Regions from separate parts of the Mus musculus genome. Here region 1 is linked to region 2. A link is a contact called in public Hi-C data. All regions are on one chromosome and are shown on one strand. The core of a region is the stretch at or near the end of the contact, and the rest is flanking DNA. Distances in the headings are between cores, read along the strand shown. Region 1 overlaps N4bp2l1 (NEDD4 binding protein 2-like 1). Region 2 has its middle 28 kb from the start of Fry.

Evidence for each region. A called contact is a pair of places that touch in the nucleus more often than the background predicts.
Region 1: a Hi-C map of liver shows a contact between it and region 2, with 2.7 times the contacts expected there. The contact joins two enhancer-like sites. A contact is called at or near these places in 2 of 484 Hi-C or Micro-C datasets (liver and nephron progenitors).

Annotation. Positions count from the first base shown.
Region 1 is chr5:150,576,162-150,582,662 of GRCm38.p6, reverse strand. It overlaps N4bp2l1 (NEDD4 binding protein 2-like 1), which reads left to right. Exons shown (of 5, transcript NM_133898.4): 2 at 5,896-6,023; 3 at 6,325-6,413. Among named protein-coding and RNA genes, the nearest start is that of N4bp2l1, 15 kb to the left of the region's middle. Within about 2 kb of position 3,627, at least 42 of the 459 cell types and tissues checked have an H3K27ac peak or open chromatin away from gene starts, as enhancers often do. A contact at or near this core is called in liver, where this site is marked.
Region 2 is chr5:150,228,782-150,235,091 of GRCm38.p6, reverse strand. It overlaps a transcript of Fry not described here. Among named protein-coding and RNA genes, the nearest start is that of Fry, 28 kb to the left of the region's middle. Within about 2 kb of position 2,736, at least 46 of the 459 cell types and tissues checked have an H3K27ac peak or open chromatin away from gene starts, as enhancers often do. A contact at or near this core is called in liver, where this site is marked.

The sequences.
Region 1 (6,501 bases), core at 2,378-4,877, 350 kb before region 2:
GTAAATAATGTCAAAAGCCATTGTTCTAACATATAGGAAAGTAGCATTTGATAAGCTAAATTTCCAGCTGAGGACTAACACACTGGGTAGTCAAGAGGCAATTCTTAGGTAAACTGTGACGCATCTCTGTGCACAAGTGTAAGCTGCCGGGCATTGAAATGTCACACACATACACACACAAATAATCCCATAGGGTGAGAAACAATTTATTATGAAAAAAAAAAAAACTGCCAGCAAAAACTTGGTATGGTTTATATCACATTCCTGGTTTTACACAAGAGGTGAAAATTTTAAAGATGTAGTCTGAATGTGCTGGCACCTGCCTTTAATGCTGGCACCTGGGAGACAGAGGCAGGCTGATCTCTCTGAGTTCCTGGCCAGTGAAGACGACCTAGTAAGACTGTCTTAGAAATGAAATGAGCAAGCAAGTGAGGAAACAAGCAAAAAACTTTGTGCTAGGTGATGGCACTAGCCACCAAGCCTTATGGCCCTAGTTTGATCCTGGAACCAAAATGGTGACGGGAGAGAAACGACCCCTGACACTTGTCCTCTGACCTCACACATGTGCATAAACACACAAAATTAATAGAGGATTTAAAGATTTTCTTCTATATAAGACCAAATGTTAGAAATTATTTTTAGTTGGAGGAATACAGGAGCCTACCCTTATTCCTCACCCCCCAACCTCCAATCTCCCCGACCCCTCCTTTAATGTTTCAATGTGTATCTTTGCTAATTAGGAAAAAATGATACTTTTCACAAGCTGGAGCCTCATTTTCATAAGAGGAGCCAGTTTGGGGTGTATCACCAACTAAATTTGGGACAGCTGGAACATCGTAAAGAACAATGAGAGGACGGGATACAGTGCTTCATGCCTGGAATCCCAGTGATTGGGAGACAGAGGCAGGAGGATTAGCCATGACTATGAGGCCATCCTGGTCTGCATAGTGAATTTTTAAGCCTGTTAGAGCTACTGTAGCAAGCAAGCAAGCTGAAGTATAGGGTGGTCTGGGTATGGTAGTGCATGCCTGCAACCCCAGCACTTGAGAAGCTGAGGCAAAAGTAGTTTGAGCTACATAGCAATGAACAAATAAACAAATAAGATGAAGACGATGAAAAGAGAAGTGAGGAGGCTCTTATTAAGACATGACAAGAGTTTCAAATGAGAAACATAAGACTTGCGGGACCTTGAGGTCATATGCACAGGGAAGACTGCTGGAAGCCAGGGCAGTCACATGGTCCCGGGTTCACACATTAGCATCATCACTAAGCCAGTCAATGAGCTTATCTCACAGTGGAAGACTCCATGACCCCGACTTTTAGCCAAGTGTCTGCATGGGCACAGTGGGTGGGTGTCACATGAGATCAGGAACAACATCTCTCCTCCATAACACCCTCCCAACAAGGTTTAGTCTGGACCCAATCCTGAGCAAACAACCGGAGACTCATCTGGACTCTTCCGGGGAGCAGGGGGAGAGAGAGAGAGAGACAGAGACAGACAGACATGGGGACAGTTTTAGATGAAAGACACCAAACGCATGTAATTACCAAAGATAGCACTTGGAATGAATGAAGATCGTTTGGGGAACTGTAAGAGAAATTTTTAAATATTTAAATATAAAATCAATTAAAGTAATTTCAAATTTGAGACTGTGAGAAAATTTTGAAATCTTTATGACATGAACTCAAACATCGTGTTCACCTAGAAGAATGTTGGCAGGAACCCAGGAGTAAAGAGCCTTGAATAGAAGAGACAGAATAATTGAGACCAAATATGACAATCTAGTGACTGCAGACAGAGGGAAAGCAGTGTACATTGTTCTGCATCTTCCCCATTTGTATATAAATTTCAACATTTTCTAAATAGAAGTTGTGGGCAGAAAAAAAAAAAAGGTAAAGGTGCAACCTAAAGAAGGGAAAAGCAGAGGAAATGAAGTGTAACATACGGTGGCCAGAGAGGATGTGTGGATCTTTTTAACTCCTGACCCAAACAATTCAGTTCTAGGGAGAGCTTACTGAGATGATGTTTGCTGTGCAGGACTATGGTGGGTAATCGCCCAAGCTGGGTCCTGAATAGGGATCTACCAACACATGTCTGAAAATGTAAAGTCAGGGGTACAAGGGAGACTTCCTAGCCAGCAGGTCCTCAGCTGACAGATACCCACCATGCCATAGTTCTGATCGTATTGAGAGTAAGTTATGAAATACGAATTAGCACTGGAGTCCCTCTCGTAATTTTAGTGAATTGGGAGAAGGGCAGCGGAGGAGGGGAAGCTACGTGGAAGTCATTGTCTATTTTCTTTCCATTCTTCTGTTTTTTCATTTGCTCAATTGCCCTAACCCATGAGGTTCCTGACCACCATAGAGAAGGTTAGCGCTGAGGCACATGCCTCATCCCTGATGCTGGTGCAATGGTATTTATTGCTCACACTTAAGTTTTACAGTTGAAATACTGTCACTTAATCACCTCTGCTTCGCTAGTGTTTCTACTGTCTTGAATTTTCAAGATGTTGCTATGGCCTTTGGTGCTAATTTGACATCCAGGTACAAGTAAGAAAAAAAAAATTAAAGCGACAGACCAAAGGAAAAAGCAGACTGTCACCACACTGGTGATGTGCACTCTGCTAGTTTGCAGGGAGGACTGTGGAGCCCATGGTCACATGTGTCTCAGGAATGGAGAGCCCATAAGGCCCGGTGGTGGGCCTGAGCGGTTTTACTCTGAGTAAAACATCGAAGTCAGAAAGGCCAGCAATGTTCTGTTTTGTGTGTTGTCTAGAAGGGACTAAGAAGCGAATAAAGTGTGCAGCAAACAGCATGTCTTGAAGTCCACCTGGAGAAAACCTTAAAAACATAAATTTCTGTCCATAGCGTAAGCCACCAAGAGCCAAAAATGAGTCCGTAAGGATTACACATGGAAAGAGAAACATCTCTGAAAAGGCTCAACAAACCAGACCCAGTCTAGAAGGGACAGTAGATGGGGAGTACAGAAGAAAATAAGCCTTGGTTTCAACAGTCAGTCACTTAGCACACAGGAGAGAGGCAGGGGAAATGACTTCCATTTGAATGATAGATTTTATTAGAACAAGTCATATTTATGAAATAACCCGACACTTGAGAGTGTTGACCAATTATCACTCAGCAAAATTTAAAATACCCATCTTTGAAATGGCTTCTCGAACTATGCCCTCAGTCTTCGGGGCTTCTGTCACTGTTTGTGTTGGAGATCGGGGCTTGGTTGTGGGGTTTGACCTTTTCAGCTGTGTGGTCAAGCTCAGTGAACCTTCTCTGTGGAGACCAAACCTTTGTCCTCCTCTACCCTCTGGTGACTTCTCCCATCTCCCACCACTCTCTATACCCATGGGTGACTGAGCATTGCCATATTTCCTGTGTTCCCAATTCCTTCAAGAACTTGAAACTGATTTCTATCATGCCAGTTCACGAGAGGAGACTAATTTACTTTGCCTGACGCAGTATGGTGTCCACTCCTGCCCTCCTGCCCAGGGGCCTGGAGACTCAGAGCCAGTCAAAGCCAGCCCACCAGAAGCTCACAGGAGGCTTATCTAGACTCTGCACCCTGTGTGTGTGAAGGACACCCAGCAAGATCAGAACTCTTGGGCTGACTCAGTTGACACTGTGACTCCCAAGCCAGTTTCCTCCCCCTTCCATAAACAGACTTTCTGTATGTGAGAACTGCCATGAACTGTTCTTAGTGTCTTTACCATAAACCTGTCCACTTAGATGATCTGCGGCATGGTTTCCATGGTTTGTGGTCACACTTTGGATTGGTTCCAGCTTGCCAAATTCCTCTTAAAACTTTGCGTGCAGCATTTCTGATGACTTACTGCAACAAAACGGTCTGTGCTTTTATTTATTCACTCAGGGTGTGTCGCTCCTGCCTTCTCTTATCCCCTTTCACAAGAGGTAAAAGTTCTTCAACCCTCAAGGTCCAAGTCAAATGTTATCTCTTTTGCAATGTCTCGCTTATCAAACTGTTAATGTTTCTGGCCCAAATTGTTTGTGTTTTGTCAGTACAGCTTGTCCTACGTGGGTCACACAAACTGCAGGAGGACCGGTCCCTTAGCCAGGGAATCCAGTTTTGAAAAACTTTAGGTTTTGTGCCTTAACACTTTGTGTAACACTTGGTGTCTGGAAATCAGGGTTTAATAAGTTGGCTAATTGCTCCTAGTCCTTTGATATGGAAATTTTTATCTCCGAGCTGAAGAGATGGATCATCTGGCAACCTCTTGGTTGCCAGCACCCACAAGGTGGTGTGCAACTGCCTATAATTCCAGCTCCAGGAGATCTGATGGCCCTCTTCTGGACTCCATGGGTCCATGTGCAGATAGTGCACAAATAGATAAACAATAAAATGAAATATATGCCTACTTGTTCTCACAAGTCTACCAAGGACAGTCAGGTTGCTGTTAAAAATCAAGGTGGCCCCGTGTGCCACCACAGACTGTAACAAAATGCATTTACTTTGTCGTTTTTTTCCCCAACTCTGCTGTCAGGCCCTCTGAAGAATGCAGGTAGAGATGCTTGTTTTCTGTCTCTGGATTGTGTATGTACTGACATGTCAGAGCGGAAGCTCTTACCCTTTGCCCTCTCACATCCACTGCAACTCCTAGAAAGCCCCCACGCTCATGTGTACTAAGCCTGGGTCCTGCTGGCAGGCTGGGCTGGGTAAGTTACTACTGACCCTCAGGTTTGCTGAGCACCTCACCGTTTACAAAGTGCTGTCCCTCCAGTCCTTCGCATTGTCCTCCGTGTCTTAGAGTTGAGAAGACAAGCTCAGACAGATGGGTTCATGGTGGCTGCAGTGGAGGCTTGAGGGTGTAGCCCAGCTCTTCAGCTCCATATTCTTGCTGAGTTAAAATAACCCACCTCTAGCGCTGCTGAGAGCAGAAGCTAACAGGGCATTCGCGGTGTCTCCACCTGCTCTGCTCTTTGTCTTCCTGCCCGTTTCACTTTCCACACAGCTGTAGGGGTGGATTCCACTCAGCGGCAGAATCTGTTGGGATGCAGGGCATGCATCGCCAGATATTAAGTTTCTCTGGTTTGGGTTTTTTGGGTTTTGTTTTTGTTTATTACAAGGAGGCTGTTTGGTACCGACTCAGTCACTATCTGATTTGATAGTGCCTGCTCAGATATGATGTAACCCCAAACTGAAGCATCTCTTTTGAGATTCTTTCCTGCAGATCTTAACTCCCCTCTCTATTTGGCATAGAGGCGCTCTCTGTGATGTGACTTGTTTTCTGTGACATTTTCATATTTCGGTCGGCCAAGAGTGGTAGGGTTAAAGCACAGGGGCACCGTTGGGTTCACCTCTCTCCTTCTCTTGTGCTTTTTTCCTGCTGGTTTAGGTATTGTTAGAACTCAGAGGGTAGCTCACACACATCTCCTTTATCCACATTTCATACCTCAGCAAGAACTAGTTGCTCAGATGGGTCCTTACAGAGATCAGAGCTCCGAGGAATGGGACCCAGGACAGGTAAGAGTTTAGGGGCCAAGGGAAGGGCTGCAGTGTGGGGGCATGGTGCCCAACGGGAGGTGTGGGAGGGCACTGCTGTCTCAGAGAGGAGTGGCCCTGGTAACTGATGTCCGCCAGGAAACAGTCACCATGCCTTCGACTTAGCCTCGGAGTTTTAGTCGATTCTGGTTGCTGCAGGAGGCAGTGGCCGTGACCAGTGACCTCTCACTTTTAAGAGTTGGCAACTCGCACAGCGGCCTCTCGGCCTCCTGTTGAGGAGTGATGACTTCCGGAGATAATTGGTTCTCCTTTTAAGTGAAGTTGAAAATTCAAAATGTGGAGATCTTAGAATTATTTTCTGCTGCTAAAGATGGAAAGAACTGTTGGTGACGGGAGGATCCCTTTTCTGTTTCTCCACTTTGCAGACAGCTGCAGCACGACTACCCCAGAGCCCTGATTTTCAGCACCGATGACTTTTTCTTCAAGGAAGATGGCACCTATGAGTTCAACCCCAACCTCTTGGAGGAAGCTCATGAGTGGAACCAGAGAAGAGGTGACAAATTCCTCTCCAAACACGGGGAGGGGGCAGAGTCTTATGCATGTAAATTGTAGCAGCTTCAAAATGAATACATTTCCTGGAAGGAGCTTTAACCAAAAGCCTTGATGCTTTTCTACCCTGCAGAATGGCAGGACTTAACCCCTGTAGATGCCAGCAAACGGAACCCCCTGATAATGGCTCAGCACTAGGTAGCATTTAACTGTGTGAGGAGGGCCTCCTGTAATGACAGTAACAATAATGTGGATGATGCTTGACTGCTGCATGTTGTTCACCATTGTGTTGCATTGTGTTACAGCAAGGAAAGCAATGAGGAATGGCATATCCCCCATTATTATTGATAACACCAACCTGCACGCCTGGGAAATGAAGCCCTATGCAGTCATGGTAGGGAGAAGTATCATTCTGAATTCTCAGTTATGGACATTTTATGAGAAAGTTGAAATGTGGGTTCTTTCCTCTTTTTCTAGTCTTC
Region 2 (6,310 bases), core at 1,487-3,986:
CCTACCTATTTGTTACAGGATATGCTGGCATACCCCACCCTCTGTCCTGAATTTTACACCCCAGGGGCTGGGCTTCTCCCCACTCCCCAGAGACATTTTGGTGGCTGCCTCTCTCTTCTCCATCTGTGAGCACGCTTTCTCTCTTTCTCTTTTCCTTCCCCTGTCTCCCTCTGCATGGCTTCACTCAGCCCCTCCTGTGTGGTCAGTGAACTTGCCTGAGAGGTGCCCCAAATAAACCTGCCTTTATACTTTAATTTGGCTTGAATTGGCTCACTTATCAACCACAAAAGGAGGAACTGAATTATGGGATTGCAGCCTTGGAAATGTCGAGAACCACTGTGCTGGGGCCTGGTACTCAGTGGGTAGGACTACACACGATCTCATCCCTTGTCTGCAATATCATGATGGAGCTGCAAACGGGGGTGGGGGGAAGGGACAGGTCCATCGACTAGTTATGAATGCAGAACTTGGAAAAACCAATACTACCTCTGAAATAGGCAGTTGAAAGAAGACTCAGGTAAACATCACTGACATAGGTGAAGGCTCAGTCACTTCCCTGAAAGACACCACATCTCACTATGATGTCTTGGCAAACCCTGGCTAGCAAAGTCACATTGCCACCATAAAAATATTCTGAGTCTGATGTAATCCACATGAGCCTGACACACAACTGAGTGGGGATAACCAGATTATAAGACAAATATATATATATATATATATATATGTATATATATATATATGTAAATATATATATATATTTCTATACATAATTATGGGTATATGTATATATTCCCTTGCATAATTATGGACACACACACACACACATGAGCTTGAGGTACATTCCTTATACTGTTCACCTCCCTACCCCTGCATCCCAGAGCCTGTTTTTTCTTCTGAAGCAGCCAAGTGTACTCTTTCCCTGCCAGGCTTAGCAGTGGGCCATGGTTCCTTCCAATCAGAGTGGATGATATGAGCCAAGGCCAACTGACACCCCAGTAGCTTTCAGGGACCAGAGGTTTTATATATATATACATATATATGTGTATATATATATATACACACACATACATACATACATACATACATATGAATTAAAGAGATTATATTTCCCTTCTGTTAGGGAAGAGAATGCACACACCTTTGAATACTTCAGGAGTTTGTGCTCTGGACAGAGTGGAAACTCCCCAGCAGAGAAACAGGTGTTTGCCCAGGACATAGGTCCCTACCAGGGAGCGGTCAGCCAGGCGGGGCTGTGCCCAGCTTCGCGGACACTGCACAGGGCCCAGGCAGTGTTCATCATCCCCTTTCGATTTGCTTTTCTTACTACAGTATCTGCCTGGGTAGAGTACCAACAAATAGCAAACGGGTTGCTCTCCTACTATTTCCTCTTACTTGACTTCCCTTTCTGAGGCTGAAGAACAGTTGAAGGGCGGCCCCTTGGTCCTCCATCCCAGGCTCCAGAAGTCCTCTGCCCCACGGGTTCCCAGTTGTATCTACAGTCTATTCACTTGTGTAATGAATACAGCCAGGGTCTGAAAGCCAAGTTAACAGTGAGGCCAATAAGCCCCTTCCCCAGGCGACTGCACTGTCTACCCGTGGAGGAGGTCCGCCTTTCTCCTGTGATCATTCTCAGACTTCTGAGTTCCCCAATGGGTGAGGAGCCGAACATTCTGGAAGGGGAGCTGCTCACCTCTTCTTCAAATCATACTCATAGTCTCTGCAGCTGCATATGGTGACACCTAGTGGCGGCAATTAGCACAGAAGGAGAGAGATGCTTGAAGCCATTGACCCACCTAACATCACCAGCCTGTCTTATTGGATCTTAGTCCACCTTCCTTACGACAGACATCGTCCTCAAAAGGCTGAATGACTACTGCGGGGTTTCTTACTGCCTTTTACATCTGATAACCATACTGTGATACGGCTGCACAATAAAATTAGATCTTCAAAGAAATCTCCTTGAGTCTAACTTTTTCATTACAAGGGACGATGCAGTACGCAGAAATCACAGAAATGTCTTCCAAAGATGCCCCACCGCAGCCTCCTAACCTCTGGGAAGCATCACCCCTGGCTGACATCAGTCATCAGAAGTGAACTTCAACCTGGAACCATCCGGGTGGGCCTCCAAAGACAGACAGTGCCCTCTGCCGGGGAAAGACATGCAAGGCCCCGGGGCAGCGGGGAGGGGAGGGGAGGGGTGGGGAGGGGAGGGGGGCGGGGCAGCGGGGCGGCGGGGGTGGCCGATTTGGTATGCCCCTGTGCTGTCATGGTGAAGGTGCCATGAGAGAAGGAAGAAATGCCTCTCAGATACCAAACAGTACTTTCTCAAACTAGTTTGTATTGAAGGGGCAAGCCCCAGAGTGGTGGTGTTTTGAGATGGGGCCTGTGGAGGGTCACTAGGATTAGATGACGTCATGGGGTGGAGCCCGGGGTCTCAGAATTACTGCCCTCAGAAAGAAGAGCCTGCAGGAATCTTCTTCTACATGTTTCTCTCTGTGTTACGTGACTAGACAGTGACACAGTCGTCATCTACCTTGATAATACCTAACTAGGCTGGCACACTTCAGAGTGGCCAGAAAATAATTGTTTATTGTGTAAGACACGTAGCCCGCGGTTGATACTTGGTTACAACATCCAAAGTGATAGCCAATAACAGGAACCACCTCTTGTAAGTACTGGCAGTACTTGGTGTGAGCCAGGAAACAGCCTTCCCAGAGCCTCTAGGGAAGAGTTCAGGTTGGTCAAGGCCTTGGTTCTGACCTTGAGCAAAGGGTCAGGCTTCCCACTGTGTGAGTACACAGTGTTGCCCAACGGTAGAAAAGCAGTACAGGCGGTTATCAAATTACACACACAAACACACACACACACCACTTTTCCCTGGTGCTAACCTCAGCTCTCTGTTGCATCCTCTCCTTCCTAGTTATTCCAGGGCCTGCCCACTCACCCACCTCGAGCCTTCCCTGCCTTTCATCTGGACTTCATTCAGTCTCCTCAGTGGAGTCCTGCCCTTTTCTCCAAACATAGGCAATTCTGCCAGACCTTCTCCATACCATAGAAGACAGAGTTCTGTACTCTAGAAAGATATTTCTAGCAAGGACATGCTCACTAGCCCGGGGTACTAGGCATTTGTTTGTGTGTTTGTTTAGTTTTTTTTGGTTTTATTTATTTTTCTCCATTCTAGCTATATTATTTGAGGAAATTTTATCCTGCTATTATTAGGTAAGACGCTCTTTCCTCTGTGATATGGCATTTATGGCCAGAGTGGTTGGCAGCACAGATGTCACAAAGCATCTCCGCTTGCATCTCCATTGCAATATTGACTTACATTACCCTTGTATCAGGAAGAAGAATTTACTCATCTACTGGAATCTGAGACTGTCTGAGTGACTTGTTATTGTAGGGCATGGGGACTGTGCCACCAGAGGAACTAGCATGGAACACGTGAGGTTGGGCATGTCCAAACTCCAGAAATCTCAAAAGCTGAGATTAGAATCTCACCCTGAGACCAGCAGGAGTGTGGTAGCTCCCTCCCTGTTCCATGTTTGCCTGGGAGCAAGGAACCAGGCAAGCCTCAACCAGGTGATCACAAGTAATCAGTCAAATCGCTCAGCGCCTGAACTCTTCCACGTGCAGATGAGGCATCTCAGTACCCGTAGCCTTCAGCCAATGACCTTTTTCTTCCCTGGATATTCTCACACCTTTCTCCAAACTATATAACCCTCGGTTCACCCTGAATGGAGTGTATGTGTTCAAACCTACCCCCATAAAGAAATATGAGCAAGCTAAGACTGTCTTAGAGAGCTGCTTCATTAAAGATCATCAGAGAAGGCCTTCTCTTTCCTCTCACAGAGAGATGACTTTAGCACTGGGAAGAAGCGATGTGTCCCGGGCACTCATTCCCAACCAGACTGGGATCCTGCTCAACCTAGACTGCCTCCCCCACCAGCCTAGCTGAGAGTGGCATCTGACCTGCTAGAGGCAGAGGGGGACTGCAGACCCCACCCCTTGGGACTTACACAAGCGGCACCATAGCCATAACTAATGGGACACAAGCAAAGGCCACGTTAGGGCAGAACAACTTTTTCTCTTGCTTCTGGCAACCTTGGTCACTCCATGGACAAATCAGTTCAGCATCATGAGGTTAGATATCTATGGAGACAGCCCTGATGCCTTCATTGCATGCTGAGGTTTCAAGAATGTGAAAAACAGCTTTATGTCCAAGCCAAGGTCACGCGTGCATGCACACACGCGCGCACACACACACACTCATACACAATACACACCTACTCAAACACATACACAACACACACTCATACATATACACAACACACACATTCTCACACACACACTCATACAATACACATATATGCAAGCACTCACATACACAGACACATTCATGCACACATATTTACTCATACACCTATACACAACACATACTCTTACACAAACAACACACATACACGCACAAACATACACTCACATACACACACAAGTATGGGATCGTGGTACTGTGGAGACAGAAGCAATTACTGCCGAGACCTGGGACTCACAAGTCAGACTGCATTTGAACCTGGAGTTCATTTTCACACCACTTAGTCCAAAATACATAAGGCCTTAGATTTGGTTTTGAGTGACTCTTGACTGAGAAGGTCCTCAAGTAGTGTCCTGATAGAGGGACACTGCTTTGTTTTGGCTGCAAAGAATCCCCATAAAAAAATCCTAAAGAAAATATTTGATGAAAAAAGTTGAATCTACCCCCAAGGAGTTAACAAGCTAACAAGGAGTTAACATTCAAGGAAATGTGGGATATAAAGAGTAACTTTTAGAGGTGCTAGAAAAGTGATGAAAACTTCATGTTTTGATTTTTGTTTTTCTTTTGTTTTTGTTTTGGTTTGTTTTGGTTTGGTTTTTTGAGACAAGGTTTCTCTATGTAGTCCTGGCTGTCCTGGAACTCACTCTGTAGACCAAGCTGGCCTTAAACTCACAGAGTTTCTCCTGCCTCTGCCTCCCAAGTCCTGGGATTAAAGGTGTCCTTACAGAGCACCTGTGTTACCCAGCACCCATGTGACAGCTCACAACCGTCTGAAACGCTAGTTCCAGGAAATCTGCTGCCCTCTTCTGGCTTTCACGGGTACTGCGCACAGGTAGTGCACATACATACATGAGGGCAAGTAATTTTTAAAACTATAATATGGAGCTGGAGAGATGGCTCAGTGATTAAGAACACTGACTGTTCTTCCAGACATCCTGAGTTCAATTCCCAGCAACTAGATGGTGGCTCATAACCATCAGTAATAATATCTGGGGCTCTCTACTGGTGTGCAGGCATACATGCAGATAAAGCACTCATATATTAAATAAATAAATCTTTTTTAAAAGTATAATATGTAGACAAAAAAAGAGCAGAAATAGACTTTCCTCCAAAGGTACTCAATGACAGAATTAAGAAATAGAGACTATAAAATAACAATAACTAGAAGACATGTTTTAAAGGGTATGGCCCAAACCAAAAAATATTAGGAGTATACAACTATATTAAAGAAAAAGAGATATAAAAGTTTTATGTAAGGAAAATCTAGTCTTTGAAATCAGAAATAAACAGATGGTCTGAAAGGCAAATTCAACAGATCTCAAAGAAAGGATTGGTTGAGCTGAAATATATTATCTGAAGAAGTGACCCTGAATCTAGCCTAGAGAGAAGAGAGAAAGGAGAAGTGACCTTGCTAAGAGACAAGGCAGCTAGACCCGGGAAATCCTGACACGTTGACTAATTATGGTTCTGGGAGAGCTGGAATGACATTTGAGTTGTTACTTGCGAATTCTCCCAACTGTGCCCATCAATTAAACTGAATCATGAGCAGAGGAAATCCTTGCTGAGAAAGAAATAGAAAAAGAGACAGACAGACGTGCTGCCTGAGAGCGGGTAAAGGCTTGTTGCTAAGAGAAGATCCAAAGAGACAGTTTTTGAGGGGGACCTGGGGCCTTTTTATTATCTTTTTTTTTCTTGGATAAAGAATATTAATGGCTGGAACTAATAAGAGAAAAGACCGAAGAGCTGGGCACAGCAAATGATCTACAGACTGCTGGCTAAAACCACAGAGCTAACCATTTGTTGACAACATTCAAGGTATTTTCACATTCCTTTTATTTACATTATGTCACTATAAATGCTTGTGCATATATCTTTGTGCATATAGCTATTTTTGTAAGGAAAAAAAAAATCCTAAAATGACCAACAAAGAATGACTAACAAAGAATGACTGGTCCAAAAGTGTGTGTATTTTGAGGATTCTTAATGTATATTGACATT